Regions from separate parts of the Mus musculus genome. Here all the other regions are linked to region 1. Evidence: chromatin contacts called from public HiChIP or PLAC-seq and promoter capture Hi-C data. All regions are on one chromosome and are shown on one strand. Each heading gives the region's core, a stretch centred on a gene start, on an enhancer-like site or on the middle of the called end of the contact. The rest is flanking DNA. Distances are from core to core; before and after follow the strand shown.

The links. Promoter capture Hi-C pulls out the DNA fragments that hold promoters and counts their contacts. HiChIP or PLAC-seq counts read pairs in DNA pulled down with a chosen protein or histone mark.
Region 2: a contact with region 1 is called in a promoter capture Hi-C map of pre-B cells, with 5 times the contacts expected there. The contact joins the promoter of Yap1 here to the enhancer-like site in region 1. A contact is called at or near these places in 3 of 39 promoter capture datasets (hippocampal neurons, liver and pre-B cells), 1 of 484 Hi-C or Micro-C datasets (pre-B cells), 1 of 115 datasets of contacts at active chromatin or transcription factors (large pre-B cells) and 1 of 9 other capture datasets (adipose tissue).
Region 3: a CTCF HiChIP or PLAC-seq map of large pre-B cells shows a contact between it and region 1, with 7 times the contacts expected there. The contact joins two enhancer-like sites. A contact is called at or near these places in 1 of 15 datasets of contacts at CTCF or cohesin (large pre-B cells) and 1 of 115 datasets of contacts at active chromatin or transcription factors (large pre-B cells).

What each region holds. Positions count from the first base shown.
Region 1 is chr9:7,219,906-7,223,636 of GRCm38.p6, reverse strand. It overlaps a transcript of Dcun1d5 not described here. Among named protein-coding and RNA genes, the nearest start is that of Gm31639, 34 kb to the left of the region's middle. Within about 2 kb of position 1,991, at least 101 of the 459 cell types and tissues checked have an H3K27ac peak or open chromatin away from gene starts, as enhancers often do. A contact at or near this core is called in adipose tissue and pre-B cells, where this site is marked.
Region 2 is chr9:8,002,725-8,006,455 of GRCm38.p6, reverse strand. It overlaps Yap1 (yes-associated protein 1), which reads left to right and starts at 1,860. Exons shown (of 9, transcript NM_001171147.1): 1 at 1,860-2,341. The coding sequence starts at 2,066.
Region 3 is chr9:7,736,474-7,740,204 of GRCm38.p6, reverse strand. No RefSeq gene overlaps it. Among named protein-coding and RNA genes, the nearest start is that of Tmem123, 26 kb to the left of the region's middle. Within about 2 kb of position 1,639, at least 1 of the 459 cell types and tissues checked has an H3K27ac peak or open chromatin away from gene starts, as enhancers often do.

The DNA of each region.
Region 1 (3,731 bases), core at 742-3,241:
GACATGTGCCCACTTTCCTCCAAATAAGTAAAATAAAGACCCTAAGGCTCAGGTGGTTCCCGTGTAGATCTCATTCTGAATACACCCGGAGACTAAAATATAGACGGTGCTGAGATCCAGAGTGTTCATGCTCTTTAAACAAAAATCCTTAAAAAACTCCATAAAATACATCTAAAAACCAAAGTAATTATTATCATTGCTACCACATTCTCGATAGTGAGATCAATGGCGGGGGGGGGGTGCTTATGTCAAAGAGAGAATTCTATGATGGTAGAATGAGCCATTAGAAAGGAATAGAGCTTTTTTCTTGACACAGTATAGCTTATAGAGACTCTCAACAGCAATGGGGAACATGAACTACTGAATGGTACAGTTTGTTCTTCATTGCCATCATAAGTCATCATAACCAAAACTGACCTGGGGAGATGAGGGTTTATTTGGCTTACAGCTAAGTCCATCATTGGGGGAAACTAAGACAGGATCTCAAATAGAGATCATGGAAGAACACTGCTTCTAGCTTACTTACTCCACTTTGCTCAACTGCTTTTCCTATACAGCCCAGGCCCAAGTGTCTAAAGATGGCACTGCTCACAGTGGGCTGGGCCCTCCTACATTAGCAATTAAGAAAATGTCTTTGCAGACATGCCCACAGGCCAGTCTGATGGAGGCAGTTTCTCAATTGAGATTTCCTCAATTGAGCTCTGTCAAGTTAACAAAACACACCATTTCCTAAAGAAGTCTATTCAGTGTAGTATTATGGTATATACATGATGACCTCAAGAGTGGAAGGAACTGCTATCCTAGAGCCTCATCACTCTTTGAGGAACCTAAAATATCTTTCTTAAAAGGAATGCAAAAATATATAAATACAACCCATTATTTTCAGGAAATAATAAATAGATGACGCAGGCAGAAAGCATTGAGTGATCTCACCCAGTGTCAGTGGGCTCCGTGGTGATGTAGGAAGGGAAACTCCTGGGGAATAGGAAGGATCCAGATTTTAGAAGATAAAAAACAGACATAAGAATATGGCAAAGCCTGTCCCTTGCAGGCTATCAATGGCTTAGCAAATACAAGTTTCCCTCATGAATGCTTTTCTGGAAATTGTTTTGCCCACCTATACCAAGGAAGTTGTGTCTTCATTTACCAAACATTTGTCAATTACTATGTGGCTTTATGTATTAAATGTCCAATGATGTGTAACTCAAAATTGTAGATTATAACGTAGATATTCATTGGAAATCTATGTAACTCTGAGTCCCTATGTTACATGCATTTCACACAATCATTGTAGCGCTGATGCCGCTAACGGCATTTGAAAGTATCACAGAGCTCTTCAGATTCCACAAAGTACTTTCCTGTGCCTCACCAGGAACTTAGGACCACCCAGAAATAATGCAGTTAGACTGGCTGGCTTAGATCTAACTCAGCTGTCTACTGTTGCTGAGGGATATGAGATGACAGACAGCATAGGGAACGCTCAGCAACTAGCAAGCAGGTTTTCTAGGAGGTTGTGAGCCAGTCTTCCCATTTGACTTCTGAATGCTCAATGTTAGGTTTACCATGGTGATCAGAACAACTTTACACATATTGTTCTCTTGAAGTAGAGATGCATACACAGAGCAGTAACAAGTAAAATACTGCTTCGACTGAGTGTCATTTACTATATTACTGGGATTGATCTTGAGGGTTTCTAATATTCCAGTAAGTGGGTGATTCTTTAAATTCACATGTTAAGCAGGAAGGTTCTGTGATGACTAGAATCCAGCCCTTGATGGCTTCTTTGTTCTAGTTGTCATTCTTTCCCCTTCATTCCTGGGTCTCGGCTGGAGGACGCACAATTTCTCAGCAAGCTAACATGACCGGCATTCGCTTACGCTTTGGATACACTTCCTGTTTGGCTGTTTCCCACTCCATATACAGACACGAGCAGTCCCTTACCCTTCCTAGTTTCTAAATGACTTTTTTACACAGGCCACAAAACTGGTACAGTCACAACAGTTGGTGTCATTTCCGTTTGACTTTTTTTTTTCTGTGTTTCTTCTGCCCAATGGCAGATATAAGAGAATCAGAAAGGGGGAACTGTAGTAACTTGAAGAAAACAATGTTCTAGTACTAGGCAAAGTCTAGAGGAGTTACACAATTGCACTTAATCTACACAGGAAACTGCACTAAGCCATAGCTTTATTTTAATGAAATACATTTCTTTAAACCACTACAACAGGGCTTTCAAGTGATTACTTTTCTTTCAGTTTTACTGAAAGTCAAACTGCTTATGTTAAGGAAGACAGTTTCAGCAGTTTAGTTTCAGTCAGACCCTGAAAAGCTAGAAGCAGAAGCAGATGTTAGTGCAGACACATAGGAAGGACAGGAGGGAGAATAAATGAAGGCGAAACTGAGAAAGCAGAGGAGTGTCAGGAGGGGACATGCTGCCCCCAGCAGGCAGTGTGGGATGGGCTCCCTTACACATACACACTAAACACATGCTTTCAAAAATCGTCAAAATGTACTTAACCGTAAGAATTTGGTTATCGCCATACTTTATAACCCATGTCCTTGGACAGCACGCTCTCAACAAGTATTTTCTGAATCAAATCAATGTCACTTCTACAGTGGCTTCTATTGTATCCTGTAGCCACTGTGAACAACAGTGTCAGGTTAGGTAAGGAAAGGCACCCAAGACTGGGTCCAGATAACAATTACTACGTTACAGTTGAGGTCATAGATACATAAAATCAAGCAAAGAGAAAAATGTATATTCTTTAAATGACCTTTATTGATTTTATATTCTAAAACTGTTACATACTGATTTTATTACAGAAAAAAAAAAACAATAAGAGAAAAACTCTGTTACCCAGAAGTTATCATTTTTTACAGTCGGTGCTCAACCTTTCCAGTCTTTTCCTTGTACATGCCCTGTTTTAAAGCACACTATCACATTGTTTATGGTGATTTAAAATGTCATTTTCACTCGCTAATATGGCATGGTATAAGATGGTATAACACTCCAAGGTGCGTTAGAAGTTACATTGCAACATTTATATAACTGCCCCAAGTTAAAAATATTTTTCTCCAGGATACATTTGTAACCAGAATGGCTAGGTAAAAGGATATGAAAGCTGCTAAGAGTTTTGAATATATCTTCTTAGGTGCCTTATAAAAAAATGCTATGCTAACTTGAAGTTCCTTCAGCAAAGCATAAGAACTATCCCTGTGCCATCAGCAATGGACAGTCATTAAAATACATGCCATTTAAGGATAAAAATATTACAGTTAATAAGCATTTCTTATATTCATTTGTATTAAATAGTAGTTCAATATGAAAAAATGGAATGATAATGTGTACCACAGAGAACAAAACTACACAGGTTGGCTAACAGGTCTCATGAGCAAATTATCTCATTTATTTACTTGCTCCATTGATTAGTGCTTTTTCCATAGTGAGTATAGTTCTAAGCATTGGGAACAAGTATAGCAAAGATCTATAGGCCTGCTCTTGAGCTCGCAGTTTAGTAAGGTAGGACGGTATGTGATAGGCTATCCCAGTCTAGCATTGCCAGCACTCTATACAGGACTCATGGTGGATCAAGGTGGGCAGAAGGAATGGGTACTTTTATTTTCTAAAAACAACCAGACCTCAGAGTAGGGATGGAGACTTCAATGATTATGAGAGGCAGTAGATACATGGAGGATACTAGAGACAGAATGGTGTTGTGCCTTCTAGACACAAG
Region 2 (3,731 bases), core at 611-3,110, 780 kb before region 1:
CTTCCTCTCTAGGACAGGAAACTGAGGCTCCTAAATAGTTGATTCAAATCTTACCTGTCTGAAGCTAGCTCACCCTACTCTACCACACAAAGCGATAGACTGCTGCTCAGAATTCTTCCGGGCGTGTCTTAACTAGAGGAAGAGATTATCTTTTTGCTCAAGGGTCCTTTCTTTGCTTAATCCTATTTATACCCGTTTCACTCACACTGCAGACAAAATCATTAGAACAAGAAACCAGATTTCTGGAGAAGAAATTTGTGTGTTTAAAGTCAGTGTTGCACAACTCTGGGAATACACTCAAAAAGCACCAAACTGCTTAAGTGGAAGACTATATAGTTATGTCAGTTATACCTCATTAAAACCAGTTCTTGTTTTGTAGCTCATGACTTCAACAAGGGGCTGAGGAGAGGGCCGGTCACTAAAAGTACTGGTTCCTAAGAAGGCTCAGGTTCGAATCCCTGTACCCACGTGGCTGTTCACAACCAGTTGTACTCCAATTCCATGGAATCTAATACCATCTTTTGGACCTCTGTGGAACCAAGGCAAAGACATAAACTCAGGCAAAACACCCAATACAAAATAATTAACTTAAAAAACACGAACAGATTTTTATCATTTTTGGAGTGATTCCAGATAGGCTCCTGATAGATAAAAGACTGACACACAGAGAATCAGGGGCTAAGGTAATCTCCATTGAGGTTCATTTCTTAGTCTACCCTGCATTGTTTACCCTTGTACTAAACACAAGAGGAAAACCCACAATGCTCCATGAGGTTAAACAGTGACTTATGTTTTGAGTTGAAGTTCCCAAAGAAATGTCAAGTTTTGGTGTTAAAAAATTGACTTTTCACTTAAAAAAAAAAAAAGTTTGCTGAGCAAGGTGCCCCACATTTGTTATTTGAGCCCTTTATAGGCTGAGGTAGGGGGAGCAGAAATTTTAAGCTAGCCTCAGTTATGTAGTGAATTGGAGGAAAGCCTTAGCTACATAGGAACCTGACTCAAAACAGCAAAATAGGGTAGTCAACATGAGATGGATGGTTCAGGGTACCTGAGCTCGATTTCTGGGACCCACAACCAAGAAGAAAACAGATCCCACAAATGGTCCTCTGACCTTCACCTGTGCTCACTTGTACATAATTAGAAACACAAAAAGGAAGAAAAAGGAAGGAGAGGGAGAAAGGGGGAGCGGAAGGAAGGAAGAAAGAAAAGAAAAAAAAGAAAAAAGAAAAGAAAAAGGACGAACCTATGAACCTACAAAAACCGGGCTAGCAGAGGCCCTGGCTTGGAATCCTAGCTGTCTGTGGAAGCTGTGGCACAAAGAGTTGGAGGATATCCTTGACTACAGAGTAAAGCCTGTTTAAAACAAAATTTAAAAAGTAATACTGTTTCCTTTTGTAAGGTACTCCCAGTGCAACTCCTGGTTTCCAAGCTTCACTTTGAAATCATTTGCACCCGCCCTCAAGTGTTTTGTTGTTTCTTCTTCAAACTTGGTGGTAAATGGAATCAATGTTAAAACGCGGACCGGATTAACCTTAGTGCGGGTGAACAGTGTGGCCTTTGCATCCACCCTACCAAGCCGGTTGTCCCGATTCCTCGCGGCCTTGGCGTTGCGCGCGGGTCCGGCAGGATCTGCGCCCGCAGCCGAGCGGCTCGGGGCCGGCCGGTGGGTGCGCACGCAGCGCGGTCGCCCCCGGGTCACGTGCGGCCGGGAGTCTGCAGGAATGTAGCGACGCGCAGGGAAAGTTTCCCCGGGGGCCGCGGGCCGCGGATTCGGTGCGGGCGGGCGCGCAGAGGAAGGAAGAGCGTCGAGGAGGCGGAGCCCGCGAGGCGCGCGGGCGGGCGCTCCTCGCAACTTTTTAGTTTGGGCGTCTGGAGCCAAAGTTTCTGTCTCAGTTGGGACGCCGCCGCGGCCGGGGGCAAAGAAAGGGAGGAAGGAAGGAGCTCGCGGAGGGGAGGGGAGGAGAGGGGAGGCGGCCTCGGGCAAGGAGTGCAGGGCGATGCGGGCGCGCGTCGCAGCCCCCCGAACCTGAGCGCAGTGCCCCGAGCGTCGAACGAGGCCGCAGCCATGGAGCCCGCGCAACAGCCGCCGCCCCAGCCGGCCCCGCAAGGCCCCGCGCCGCCGTCCGTGTCTCCGGCCGGGACCCCCGCGGCCCCGCCCGCACCCCCGGCCGGCCACCAGGTCGTGCACGTCCGCGGGGACTCGGAGACCGACTTGGAGGCGCTCTTCAATGCCGTCATGAACCCCAAGACGGCCAACGTGCCTCAGACCGTGCCCATGCGGCTTCGCAAGCTGCCCGACTCCTTCTTCAAGCCGCCTGAGCCCAAGTCCCACTCGCGACAGGTAAGGGTATCCCGGGGGCGCGGGGCCGCGTGGGGGTGCGGTGCTGGGGGTTGTTTTCGCGGAGTTGGCCGCAGGGGGGGTGCACAATGCGCGCGCCTCCGCTCCGCACCTTCGCTCTGACGAGGGGGAGGGGAGGAGGGGGAGGGGGCCGGCGTCTTGTGCGGGACCCCAGCCGGGGGTACCCGATCTCCCCTTCCCGCGCCACTGCAGTCTCCGGTGGAGCTGTGTTAACTGCCCTCTTGTTTTCGCGTGCCGGTGAGGGGTGGGGGTTGAACTGGTCCATTGAGTTTCTGGTTCCTTCTCCCGGTCCCCTCCCCCTCCCTCTCCCGAAAGCTTTTCTGTTCTCGCGGCCCAGGCGCTCTCCGGATGCAGGGTTCGGGCTCCCCAGCCCGAGCGAAGCTCCCTCGACCCCCCACTCGCCTCCGCCGTGCCCTGGAACTCGCGCGGGCGGGATCCTTTCACACTCGGTGGGCTCACGTGTCCTTTTCCTAAATCGTAACCTATTATTTACTGTTCGGCCCGAAAGCTTTTAAATGAGCCACGTCTGTGTGTTGCGCAGGAGCTCGGCTGCGCTCACGGTGCAGAGGTTTCTGCGCCGGCCTTTGATAGCGCGTTGCAGGTTGACTCATAGGCCGAGTTCTGCCCGGCTCAACTGTGATTAAAGGTAATGTTTGGGAAGCAATGACTAATTCCAAGCTCGCCATTGCTCTTTAACTGACTGCGGATGTGAACATGGCTGCTTATCCGTATCCACGACGCCTGGTTATTTTCCCAACTGGATCCAGCACAGAAGTGAAACCGTTTCAAAGTATTAACATTCCGATAGGTCCTGGTAGATTTCTTTAGTGTCGCTCCCCCCGCTTTTAATTACTTAATTTTTAAAGAACTTGCTTTAGGCTAAAGCAGCACAGGAACTTTGCCCAAAACTTAATTGGTTTTCCAAACACTGCCATGTCGTTAGCCCACTCGGGCTGTAACTTGAGTGGAAAGAAGAGTTGCCGCCCCCACTCCAGCCCCCCCTCCTAGGCAGGCTTGTTGTAGAACGGGGTTTTTGAAGCTTCGAAAATCTCGATTAACCTCCCTACAAAAAGCCTCTTAAGAAGGAAGGAAAAGTTATCTAGCTGCTCGGCTAAATAAACTCTTAATTTGTAACAACAGTAGACCTAGATACTATTTGCTCCCTCCCCCACAAGTGAGTTTCTGTACTCGCTGAACTAAACGTATGTGACATGCAATCGAGAAACCGCTGGGGCAACTTTGAAGGAATACACAGATTGAACGCTCCATTTTGTAGCACTTAGAAGTCAGAAGGAATGAACCCGGGAAAGTGTACTTGTAATACTGGCTTCCACTGGGCCGTTCGTGGGTACATTTGCATTCTCTCTAAGCG
Region 3 (3,731 bases), core at 390-2,889, 520 kb before region 1:
AATCCAGCCCTTCAAAGGATAATAAAGGGAAAACTTCAACACAAGGAGGGAAATGATGCCCTAGAAAAAGCAAGAAAGTAATCCTTCAACAAACCTAAGAGAAGATAGCCACAAGAACAGAATCCCAACTCTAACAACAAAAATAACAGGAAGCAACAATTACTTTTTCTTAATATCTCTTAATACTAATGGACTCAATTCCCCAACAAAAAGACATAGACTAACAGACTGGCTACATAAACAGGACCCAACATTTTGCTGCATACAGGAAACCCACCTCAGAGACAAAGACAGACACTATCTCAGAGTAAAAGGCTGGAAAACAATTTTCCAAGCAAATGGTCCAAAGAAACAAGCCAGAGTAGCCACTCTAATATCGAATAAAATCGACTTCCAACCCAAAGTTATCAAAAAAGACAAGGAGGGACACTCCATACTCATCAAAAGTAAAATCTTCCAAGATGAACTCTCAATTTTGAATATCTATGCTCCAAACACAAGGGCATCTACATTCATTAAAGAAACTTTAGTAAACCACAGAGCACACATTGCACCACACACAACAATAGTGGGAGACTTCAACACTCCACTCCCATCAATGGACAGATCCTAGAAACAGAAACTAAACAGAGACACATTGAAGCTAATGGAAGTTATTAAACAAATGGATTTAACAGATACAATTTGCAAAACACATGAAACTCAAGAAGAAGGAACACCAAAGTGTGGATACTTTGTTCCTTCTTAGAATGGGGAACAAAATACCCATGGAAGGAGTTACAGAGACAAAGTCCAGAGCTGAGACAGAAGGAAGGACCATCCAGAGACTGCCCCACCTGGGAATCCATCCCATAAACAACCACCAAACCCAGACACTATTGTATATGCCAGCAAGATTTTGCTGACAGGACCCTGCTATAGTTCTCTCTTGTGAGGCTATGCCAGTGCCTGGCAAATACAGAAGTGGATGCTCACAGTCATCTATTGGATGGAACACAGGGCCCCCAAAGAAGGAGCTAGAGAAAGTACCCAAGGAGCTAAAGGGGTCTGCAACCTTATAGGAGGAACAATATGAACTAACCAGTGCCCCCCAGAGCTCATGTCTCTAGTTTTATATGTAGCAGAAGATGGCCTGGTTGGCTATCATTGGGAGGAGAGGCCCTTGGTCTTGCTAAGATTATATGCCCCAGTACAGGGGAATGCCAGGCCAGGAAGCAGGAGTGGGTGGTTTGGGAGCAGAGTGGGGGGAGGGTATAGGGGACTTTCGGGATAGAATTTGAAATGTAAGTGAAGAAAATATCTAATAATAAAAAAAGAAGAATGAGTCTCTCTCTCTCTCTCTCTCTCTCTCTCTCTCTCTCTCTCTCTCTCCCTCTCTCTCTCTCTCTCTCTCTCTCTCTCTCTCTCTCTCTCTCTCTCTCACCAGGCACCAACTGATTTATTTTCATTTACTTCATTAATTTCTGGAAGTTTCATTTGGATTTGTGATTCCATATAGAGCCATGATCAGGTAATTTGCTTCTGAAAACCCCACTCCTATTGTCTCAAATGCTTCAATGTGCTGATGACCCTCCTGCCCTCTAGCTTCTTCATTATCTCAACTGCAGCATGAAAATTACTTGATGCACAGGTGCTAGGTTTCTGAAACTTCTGTGTAACTGGTGTGGACACATGTGAACAATTTTGTCAGCTAATGTTCTAAGGAATACTTAGTGATTCTTCATGCATGCAGTTCCTGAAGACTGCTCACTGTTTTCTGTACTCTGTAAATATTTATAGCTAATTTTATTTTTTTTCATTCCAAAAGAGTCAAAACTCTCACATTAGTGTTAAAATTTAAATATGACACCAGAAATACATAGAATTAAATTTTAAAGCCTTTTAATTGATTGTGAATTTCACATCCTGCATCCCAACCCTATTCATCTTCCCATCCCTCCACACTCACTCTCTGCCCTTGTGACCCTCTAAAAGAAAATGAAAGAAAGAGAGGAAAAAAAGAGAAAGAAATGTATAAAAACAAAACCTGTCTTGCCACAGAAGCTACAATATGTCATGGTGTGTTCCACAGTATATACCCTTTTTGCCCAAACAGTTTTTCTTGCAAATGTTCTTTGCAATGAGTCTTTGGTCTGGTTCGAGACCTCTGATTTCTGCTATACTATCAATATTGGATCCTCACCAGGCCTCCTCTTGGATATCCTGTTCTTGTATCATAGAGATCCTGTAGTTTTGAATCTGTAGGACCAGCCCCTTCACAAACTCCAGCAGGTCATAGATGAGCTAGATATTGGGGTGGTCCAACTCAGATCTAGGGCTGGGTGGAAGGTAAGTTGGTCATTTCAGTATCACCACTAGGGCCAGCTCTCCATCTTTGCCCAGGTGAGGGGCAAGGCCAGCTCTCTGGCTTTGTCTAGGTGAGGGAAAGGACCAGCTCTCCAGCTTTGTCCAGGTGAGGGGCAGAGCCAGCTCTCCAGCTTTGTCCAGGTGAGGGGCAGGGACAAGCCTCCAGCTTTGCCCAGGTAGGGGAGGGGCCTGGCTTCCTACTCTCATGCTCTCAAGTTGGCTCTCCTGTACCCATGCCACCAGGGCCAGCTCTATTGTGATACCAGAAGACATGTGGGGCTCTCTCTCCCTACTGCTATAGCTGGGAAGAGGCAGGGACAGCTCTTCCACTTTCTGGGCTAGCTCACCCACCTGCTGCAGATTTGGGATATAAAATTAAATTAAAATTTAAAAAGCCCTTTTTGTTTCTCTTCATCACTGTCCACATTTAGGTGTTTTTCTTTGAGGAACTCTCTGCTCTATGTTCCTTGTGCAGCATACAGTCATGTAGGTAGTTGATAATGGATCTCACAGGTGATTGTGCCTGTTAGCACAAGACTCCAGATCAACTCCATCACTTCCCTCTAAATGATTATGAATATAGACTCATAACACATATATCTTTTTTTCCCCTCAATACAGGAATTATTTGCTCTTACATGCCTTGGAAACTCTTAAAAGAGAATATCTTGGGCTGAAGAGATGTCTCAGTGGTTAACATACTGACCCAGGTTCAATTTTCAGCACCTACACCTGTACACATAAAATACTTTAAAATGAGTATCTTTTATTTATTCTTTGACAATTTTATATGTGAACTGTACATCTTGATCATATTTCCCAGGAACCCACTGCTCTTCCCTCCCAATGTCCCCAAACATTCCTAATCCACTTGGATCACACATTCTCCTTTTTCAGTTAATAACCCACTGAATCCGGTTAGTGCAGCCTGTTGGGATACTGACTGATCTTTTGATTTGACCTCTGGCAGGTATCCATAGCCACCATGACCTCATGGATGCAATGGTCATGTCATGTTCCAAAGACAAGATGTTACAGCCCTCCTTCCCCTCCTCTGGCTCTACATTCTTTCTACCTCTCTTCTAGGATGACCACTGAACCTTGGAGATGGGCAGGTTATAGACATCCCATTTTGGGTTGAGCACTCAATAGACATTTATTTTCAGCACTTTGATCAGTTCCTGGCATTAACTGCTGACTGCTGCAGAGAGAAGCTTTTCTGGCCAAGGTTGAGGCCAGCACTCATTTGTGGGTATAAGCATAAATATTTTGAAGGCAGTTTGACAACACATGGTTTAGCAAAAAGACAGTAGTCTGTTTCTCGGCTATAGACTTTTGACCAAGTTACAGTATCAGGCCTCAATTCAGTATCAGGCCTCAATTTC